Linked DNA regions of Mus musculus: regions 1 and 3 are each linked to region 2. A link is a contact called in public promoter capture Hi-C and targeted proximity ligation data. All regions are on one chromosome and are shown on one strand. The core of a region is the stretch at or near the end of the contact, and the rest is flanking DNA. Distances in the headings are between cores, read along the strand shown. Region 1 overlaps Gcnt1 (glucosaminyl (N-acetyl) transferase 1, core 2). Region 2 overlaps Prune2 (prune homolog 2). Region 3 overlaps Prune2 (prune homolog 2).

Region 1 (2,700 bases), core at 66-2,565, 120 kb before region 2:
TGATGGCTGGGGTCCCACGCTCTGATTTCTTCCTTTTCTTCTTCTCATAGCATGGAATCCATTTTGAAAGAAGATTCTGGAGAAACTGCCCATTTTCCAAGGCAGCGGGATGGAAGCTGCATGTTCCTACATGGGCTGACATCGGTGCTCAGTATCATTCCTGCCAAACTCTATTGGTCAACATAGTCAATTGTGTGTGGGGGGGGGAGTTTGCAGGGATAACTGTGGGCTGACAAAGTCACTTATGGAAGACCATAGGATAGTACTGTTCTAGCAGCCTTCTGACAATATAATCTACCTCACAGTTTTTGTTTTCCAACTTTCCTTGTTTGTTTAAGGTTTGTGTGTGTGTGTGTGTGTGTGTGTGTGTGTGTGTGTGTGTGTGTATACCTCCTGCATGAGTCGTGGTGCATGTGTGGAGGTCAGCAGTTTTCTCCTCCCACCATGTGCCAGGGGACCAGGGATTGTCGAGCTTGGTAGTGCACACCTTTATCTGCCGTGTCTTCTCACTAACCCTATCATCTATTTATTTTTTGAGGAGAGAGGATGCTGACTGTAGTTTTCTGCTTCCTAAAGTCTTTTTCCTTTGAGGTGTTCACTGTTAAGAGAAATATTTTAAGTCTCATTGTCTATAAATCTAGATTTCCCAGTAAATAAACTGCCTTGCATTGGTAACCAAATTTCCAGGCACTGATAGGGCAAACACATGAGCTAGAATGAGATCTATTCCACGTGCTTGGGCCCCTCTGGCTTTTGCTGGGGAGCCTACACATCTTTCCTGAGGCACTTCTGCAAAAAGGAAACCTTGGATCTTGGCCAGGCTTGAGATCGAAGTGTTTTATAAACAGCTTCCAAACCTCTTGAAAGGTGCACCAGCCTCCACCAATCCCTGAACCTTTTGAAGACCCATAGCGTAAATATTGCTCGTCCTTTCTGTCTGCTGTGGCTGGGATTCACCCCGGCATGGTATATTTGTTATAACTAATATAACTCCACCCCCACCCTTTTCTTCAACACTGAGGATTAAACCCGCGCCTCATGGATACCGGACAAGTGCTCAACTGGTGAGCTTGCACCCTGATGCTGATCATCCCCAGGGGTTGTGTAATGTCTCTTAGCCACAATGACATGGGGAAATGTCTCTGGTTGTTAACAAGGCGCACTTACTTGTCCTCCCCACTTCTTCCACACCTCTGACAAATATTGATCTTAGTACTCTCTCTAAAGTTTTTTTCTTTTCCAGAACACCAAGCACTTGGCATGACTCAGTTTGTAATCTCTTCCAAGTGGTTTCTTTCTGTGGCGCTGAGATAACCAACTTCCTTTAGTCAATCCGTCATGTGTCGCTGTTGCGTGTATGTTAGCCAGCAAGTGAGGCTGGCTCTCTGAGGAGGCGCCTCCTGTGAATGCACTCTTAGAACATCTTCTTTGTTCCCAGCCAACACTTGCTAAGCATGTCCAGAAGTGCTCCGGCCACCACTGTTGTCTCCATGACCTTACACTGAGCCTAGGAATGATCCCACCCAAACATCAGTTGTATAGGCTCCCTGCTTAAGACGCTCACACTGTGGGAACTATTGCTGAGCTCAGCTTAACTGTGACAGGAACGTCCTCTCCAGGTCTTTATGTCTTGGCTGTGCGTATTTCCACTTTACAGTCTCTGAGCTGTGAACTCATTGCTCTTAGTTATGGTATACCTCAGTATGTTTATCTATTTACTTACCGAAGCACAGCGTATGTCCAAATTTTGGCAATTTTGAATACAGCTTTTCGATCATTATTAAACATTTCTTTCCATGTCCTTCTTTCTTTGTTCTTTTCTTCTGGGAGTCCCCTACCCACATTTCCAGACACTTGCTTTTCATGTTGTCACTTGGGTCTCATAGACTCACTGTGCCATGCTTTTTTTTACTGCCAGTCTCAATGTCTCAATTTGGTTAGCTATCTCATAATTTTGTTTAATTCTTAAGTTGTTTGAATGGATGTATAGTAGTTATTTAGTCTGTTTTGTTTGAATGGATGTATAGTAGTTATTTAGTCTGTTTTGTTTGAATGGATGGATAGTAGTTAGTCGCTTAAGACAAGTGCCTAATTGCTTTTGGGGATAGGATTGACCATTTTCCCCCTATGTATGGGGCAAAGTTTTGGGTTTCTTTTCATGTCTTGTGTTTGTTGTTGTAGCTGTGCATTTTGTGATATAGTGTTGACTCTGGAAATCGGATTTATTTAGTGCCTTTTTTTTTGAAAGAGGTTCGTATTGTTGTGAGAAGCCACTCAAGTCTCTAATCAGCTCTGTAATCCCAGCACCCTAGAGACAAAGGCTGGAGGATTACAGATTCACAGGACTTGGTTGCACAGTGAGACTTTGCCTCAGAAAGAGAAAAGGAAAGGGGGAAGTCTCTGTCCAGTTAACTTCCTGATCTGCTAATGACTGCTCTTTTTCTTCTTCCCGAAACTAAAAAGGGGCAAGGGTTACTTAGAGGAATATTGGTTATTGTTGATATTTTTAAGTTAATATTTATTTTATCTTTAGTTATGTCTATTGTGTATGGTTGTGTGTGAATATGGAGCCTGACCCAGTTGGCATGGTTGCTGGGAACCAAACAAATCAGCTGGAAGAGCAGCAAGCCATCTCTCAAGGCACCCCCACCCCCACCCCATTGTTGATATGTTAGTAGTACAATCTTCAAGTATTGGTAA
Region 2 (2,700 bases), core at 60-2,559:
GGGTATCCGAGCCGCAAACTGCATTCTTGGCTCTTTCAGCTCCTCTCTAACATGGAATTAACATCATCTTGGATACACACACAGATACACAGGGAGAGAGCTAGAGCCACTGAACAGTTGGAGAGAGGACTCCAGTCATGATGCAAAGAGGAGCCAGTAGTGTGAAAGCAGCCTGTCAGGAAGTCTGGATTTCCATCTGCCCTTCTGACATATTAGTCCTCCTGGGGTGGACTTTCCTGTGGCCCATGTGACAAGCAAGTCCCTTCTAGTAGCTTTTCAGACAAAGCCATATGTATATTAGAGCTCCTGTTGGTCTAGGGTGCACAAGTGAAGTGTTTTTCCTTTGGAATTCCCTCAGCAACCACAGCAGTGTGTATCTGTGCTCACTTGCCCTCATGACCCACATCCGACAAGTTCCCATGTCTGGAATGTATCCCACGGAGATAGGTGGGCACAGCCTTTGTCACCTCTAGGAAGGAGTGGATCCACCCTGGCAATAATGAGAGTTTGAAGAGGCTCCTGTGACAGATATAATGAGGGACAGTTCAAAGGCGACCAGACACAGGGGTAACTTAGTTATTTCTTATGCCTTCAAGGATCTGACTCACTACCTGCAGGTCTTCAGTTGGGTGATGTCTTCTTTCATCTCCTGGACTCCATTATCTGTATTTAACATACTTTTACAAAACAGGACTTTAAAGAATGCATGTGGTTCTAGGGTGTTCTATGATGTACTCAGAAGTCAGTGCTAGGTCTGAGTTGGTAAGGGCTATCTAGGCCTTTGACAATACCCGATCCGTCACACCAGAATACACATCTCAACACTTTTTTTTTTTGTTGTTGTTGTTCATTTGGGGGTGGGGGAAGAGCGTGAAATCATTACTTTTTTTTTTTTTTTTTTTTGGTAACCAAATAGCTGAAAGACTAAAACCTGTTTACCTAGAGTAGAGAAAGAGAGCAACTGTGGACAACTTCCTGATAAACTGGTACAGGAAACCACTTTGCAGATTGCTTTTAAGACAACAGTTACCTTGTGGGGTTAATGAAGGCACTGATAATGCTTCTCATTCGTTTTCACCACATAGAACAATTGACCATCTCATTAAAAAATACATTACAAATAGAGACAGTCCTGCTTTAACCTTGTGGTATGGATGAATAAAACCCAACCCTAAAGTAAGGTAAAAAGCACTGAAGGTCATTTCCTATCAGTGTCCCTTTTAAGAATGACACTGAAGATCACTTCTGACCAGAACTGAAAGTACGTGGGGAATTCCTCCTGCCTGGGAAGATGAACTTAACTGACCACAACTGATTTGGCCCTGCGCAGAGTGACCTACCGTTCAGTGACAGGCTGGTCTCATTTCTTGCATGCACTAAAGGAGGTTCCTTACAAGACAAGTGGCAGTCCTGTTTAATAGCAGTTAAAAACACTTGTGTTTTATGGAGGAGGAGTGGTGAGGCAGGCAGAATGTTCCTTCTATCTGTAGAGAATGGGAGGCCACGACAGGACCCTTACATCTCCCTTCATTCTTAGCTGGACAGAGCTCCCTTGAAAGGGCCTATGCCCAATTTGCAGTTCATCCATTCAGTCCCAGCTGCAGGTGTAAAATGCTTCCATGTAGGTGGGATTCGTCCATCTCCCCAGAAGCCCAGAGAAGGTTAACAAAGCTAAGGCAAGCATGCAAGCAAGCAAAGAAATACAGGTCTGGAGGTCAAGCGAGAGAATTCTTGCCCACTCTAGTTCCTTGGATCTCTTCCTGCTGCTTAGAGAGATGATATGCCTGGTAGGTGCTCAGGAAAGACAGGGATGAAAAGGGAAACTTGTAGGGGATATGTTCTCCTAAGAATGGGAAATAACATCAGCAGTTGGCAGCTCCCTCCCTCCCACCCAGCTCTGCAAGGAGCCCACACAGGAATAGATGCATCACCCTGTACACCAACCCAAAATCCCTCTCACCAATAGAGAACAGACAAACAAGGCAGGCAGAGGAGTGGGTAAGCCCCAAGATGTAGCAGCAACAGGCCAATGAGGAGAAAGCTGAACTGTGAGTGTTGTTTGTGTTCAAGGGGCATTGCTTCTCAATGGGAAGGAACGCCCTGTATTTGAAAGATAGATTATGGTAGAATGAGGGGCTGAGATATGTTTGCTTTGCAAAAAAAAAAATATCTTTGCTTAAAGCAACTGATGCTGTCATCGTCAAAGTTTGGACAAGAGTGACCTTTAGGAAAAAGCTACATGATTCAGAATGTCCCCGTACAACATTCATCCTGTCCTTTGTTCCTTTTTGAAAGTTGGGACTCAGTGTTTTGTTCTCCCTAAAGTTCCTTTAAGCTGTAAGGTCAACAAGGCAGCTGCAGGCACCGTGTTGATTTTCCAACTTCTCGTTGGACCCAGAGGAGACAGTGACAATGGAAATAAGTTTAAGTTGATCTTTGGTTGTCTTTCTTGGTCCCTGGCAACAAGGATAATCCTAATTCAAGTCAAATTAGGATCTGCTTGCTGGACATCCCAACAGACATGGCCAATCTCATGTGAGCAATTTCTGTCCTTTGTTAGATGAGAAGCAGCAACCATTTCCTCACAGTCTACCCCTCTGATTTGAAAGCCAACAACACGGAATCTGCAAGGTCAAGATTCAAACCCCACCTTGCCCCACCCCTCTTGAAGGCTGCAAAACATTGGCTAGTCACATGTTT
Region 3 (2,861 bases), core at 156-2,655, 93 kb after region 2:
ATCCCCCTCCTCCTGCCTCTATGAGGGTGCTCCCCTACCCACCCACACACTCCCACCTTACCACCCTAGCATTCCCCTACCCTGGGCCATCAAGCCTTCACAGCACCAAGGACCTCCCTTCCCATTGATGTCAGATAAGGCCAGCCTCTGCTACATATGCAGCTGGAGCCATGGGTCAGAACATATCTTTTCTATACTACAGTTAAACAATCTTTTAATTGCATTAATTAATTTATGGAGTGCAGGTACATACACGTGACGGTACATACATTTTAATGTGATCATACTTCATTTTAACGCAAAAAGATATCTTCCCTTCTACTTAACTTATTTTTCACTAATTTTTTTAAGGGCAAATGAAAGAAAGGAACATCTTAAATATTATCAGGAGACCTCAAATCTCAAGTGCAGAAATGACATTCTGTTTTTTACGTCTTTCCCCTTGGCTTCTCTTAAAAGGGTCATAGGAAAAAAATGTCTTAAAAGCCCTACACTGGGTGAGTGAATGGTGGTAGCATCACTGGTTTGAGAACTGATGGACAATTCTCAGCCAATTAGGGTAGGAGTGTTGTGCACTAATTTTGAGCCTCCTGAGAGTCTCCTGACAGTCCTACCAGGAAATCGGGTTTTCTTGTACAAACTGTTGCATGCCAGGATGTCAGTATGCCAACAAGAAAGGTAGGCTCTTTGGCTTCAGAAAGCATAGAAACCCAGAACATTCACTCTGTTCATTTAAGATGATTCTAAGACAATTACAGAAACACCCTGAGCCTCGAGTTCTTGCTCCCCTAGTCTATCCTTCTTCCCCAGTGCCCAGCGTGTGAAGATCATGTGAGCTGCAAACTGCCCTGCACATAGGAGGTCCTAGAGAGGTACTGATAACAGCGACTTCAGTTCCACTTGCCTGTCCCATAGTCACTGAAGACAGCCGGGTGGGTGCCGACTGACTTTTTCTGATGATTGTCTGGCGATTGCTGTTGCTGATGACATGTCTTATTATAAATGTCAGAAAAAAGCCAGGCGTGGTGGCGCACGCCTTTAATCCCAGCACTCGGGAGGCAGAGGCAGGCGGATTTCTGAGTTTGAGGTCAGCCTGGTCTACAAAGTGAGTTCCAGAACAGCCAGGGCTACACAGAGAAATCCTGTCTCGAAAAACCAAAATTAATTAATTAATTAATTAAAAATAAATGTCAGAAGAGACCTCCTGACCCTGGTATCCTCATGTTTCAAACCCTCTCAGTATTTCTCTGATTTCTAAATAGAATATTTTTTATATATATGTAAAATAAATCTAGTGTTTTGCTTACCCTTTCAGTCTTGGCTTTCTGGGTCCAGGCTCAGGGCACTGTGTCTCTTCTTCCATTTCCTGTGGAGGGTTCCTGTTTTTCCGGGAGAGCTGTGGCGAAAGCATTTCCCATTCATTGTCGTGGGTGGCCGCCTGGGTTGGAACTGCATCTAGACCAGCTTGACCTTGTCTCTCGATGTTCCTTGATTGGCTGCTCAAACCAGCAACTTCCTCTAGTGCTAAAGAATTTAGAGGCTTATTTCTTTCCAGAACCTGGGACTTGGGGCCCTTGTCCAAACTGAGACTCAAGAACGGCTCCGGAGTTCTACCAGGAGACTCAGGCCCCGAGTCCCTGGTTTCTGTAGGCGGGTCACCAACCTCACTATGGCTCAAGACCATCCAACTCTGGTCTTGTGCAGGGTTTTCAAGAGATGCACTCTCGTGGTTGGAAGACGAAGACATTCTCTCTGCAGAATGAACTTTGACATCATTTAAAAACTCAGACTGACATGTGTCTGGGGTGCCTGATAACTGAGTCTCTGGTAGCCCTGTTTCTCTGGAACCTATGGATAATTGTTCCAATTCGGGTATGTTTTCTCTTGCTTCCCTGGCCTCTGGTTTCAATGGTGAATCTTTTTCATGGCTTACAAGGATGTAGTCCACAGCTAGTACCTGATGGTCTTCACTTTGCTCTGGCTGTTTTTCTTCTTTGTATTCTAATTCTGTTTGCTTTGGCCCTTTCGTGGGAATTACTTTCTCATCTTCTTCTAACTCCAGTATCTCCTTGCCTAGAATATGAAGGTGGGAAAGAAAAGGCTAAATTAACACATTCTATGGTCTCTGGTCTTTGCAAACAAACACTTAAAAGAGGGAAGCTAATAAGTATTTTCATTTGTGGACCTGCTCAGTTTTCTCATGCACAAAGAGAGGTTTCACAATATAGCTGTTACATTTACATATGGTTACTTTCTCTGTCTGCATTGGTAGCAATGCTTTAACAAATGTACTAAATTAATTAACACTGGTTCCTTGATGGTGGAAGAGGGGTGTGTGTGTGTGTGTGTGTGTGTGTGTGTGTGTGTGTGTGTGTGTGTGTGTGTGTGTGTTTTGCTGGAGTGTAATGGGTTGCTTACCGTTTGGTGGTTTCATGTCGCCACCTGCTGGTGAATCTGAATTATCTGTTTCTATTTCCCAGTCAATGTTTGATGGAGATGACTCATTATTGGAACCTGTTCCTCCCACAGGTGATGAAAGAGCCTCAGGGTCTTCATGAATATGCAACACAGTCATCTGGTATCTAGGTTTCCTGATGTTGGTCTCAGCCTTGTCTTCCTCCCTGTGATCTGGAAGAGCAGAAAGCAACATCTCTGCCGCGTCACTTCCCAGAGATTCATCACCTGGAGACTCAGCTCCCTGTGCAGTTTCAGTGCATCCAGTAGGTTCCGTGAGATAGGACAAATCAAAGGGGGGTGTGTATGGTGTCAGTGATTGCTTCAGCGCGCTTTCCTCTGACGGAAGATCACCACCATAGAGGAAGTGTTCAGGCTCTCTCATCAGCTCTTCGTCAATATTCTGA

What was found. Capture Hi-C pulls out chosen DNA fragments and counts their contacts.
Region 1: a contact with region 2 is called in a targeted proximity ligation map of bone marrow-derived macrophages, with 6 times the contacts expected there. A contact is called at or near these places in 1 of 39 promoter capture datasets (macrophages), 4 of 484 Hi-C or Micro-C datasets (the G1E-ER4 cell line, adipose-derived mesenchymal stem cells, embryonic fibroblasts and 1 more), 3 of 130 datasets of targeted methods (the HPC-7 cell line, bone marrow-derived macrophages and large pre-B cells) and 3 of 9 other capture datasets (adipose tissue, liver and macrophages).
Region 3: a contact with region 2 is called in a promoter capture Hi-C map of adipose tissue. A contact is called at or near these places in 5 of 484 Hi-C or Micro-C datasets (3T3-L1-derived adipocytes, the C2C12 cell line, cerebellum and 2 more) and 3 of 9 other capture datasets (adipose tissue, liver and pancreatic islet).

The regions. Positions count from the first base shown.
Region 1 is chr19:17,333,691-17,336,390 of GRCm38.p6, reverse strand. All of the region lies in intron 1 of Gcnt1 (glucosaminyl (N-acetyl) transferase 1, core 2), which reads left to right. Among named protein-coding and RNA genes, the nearest start is that of Gcnt1, 22 kb to the left of the region's middle.
Region 2 is chr19:17,216,965-17,219,664 of GRCm38.p6, reverse strand. All of the region lies in intron 19 of Prune2 (prune homolog 2), which reads right to left. Among named protein-coding and RNA genes, the nearest start is that of Gcnt1, 140 kb to the left of the region's middle.
Region 3 is chr19:17,124,150-17,127,010 of GRCm38.p6, reverse strand. Prune2 (prune homolog 2) reads right to left here. Exons shown (of 20, transcript NM_181348.4): 8 at 2,419-2,861; 9 at 1,308-2,073. Among named protein-coding and RNA genes, the nearest start is that of Prune2, 170 kb to the right of the region's middle.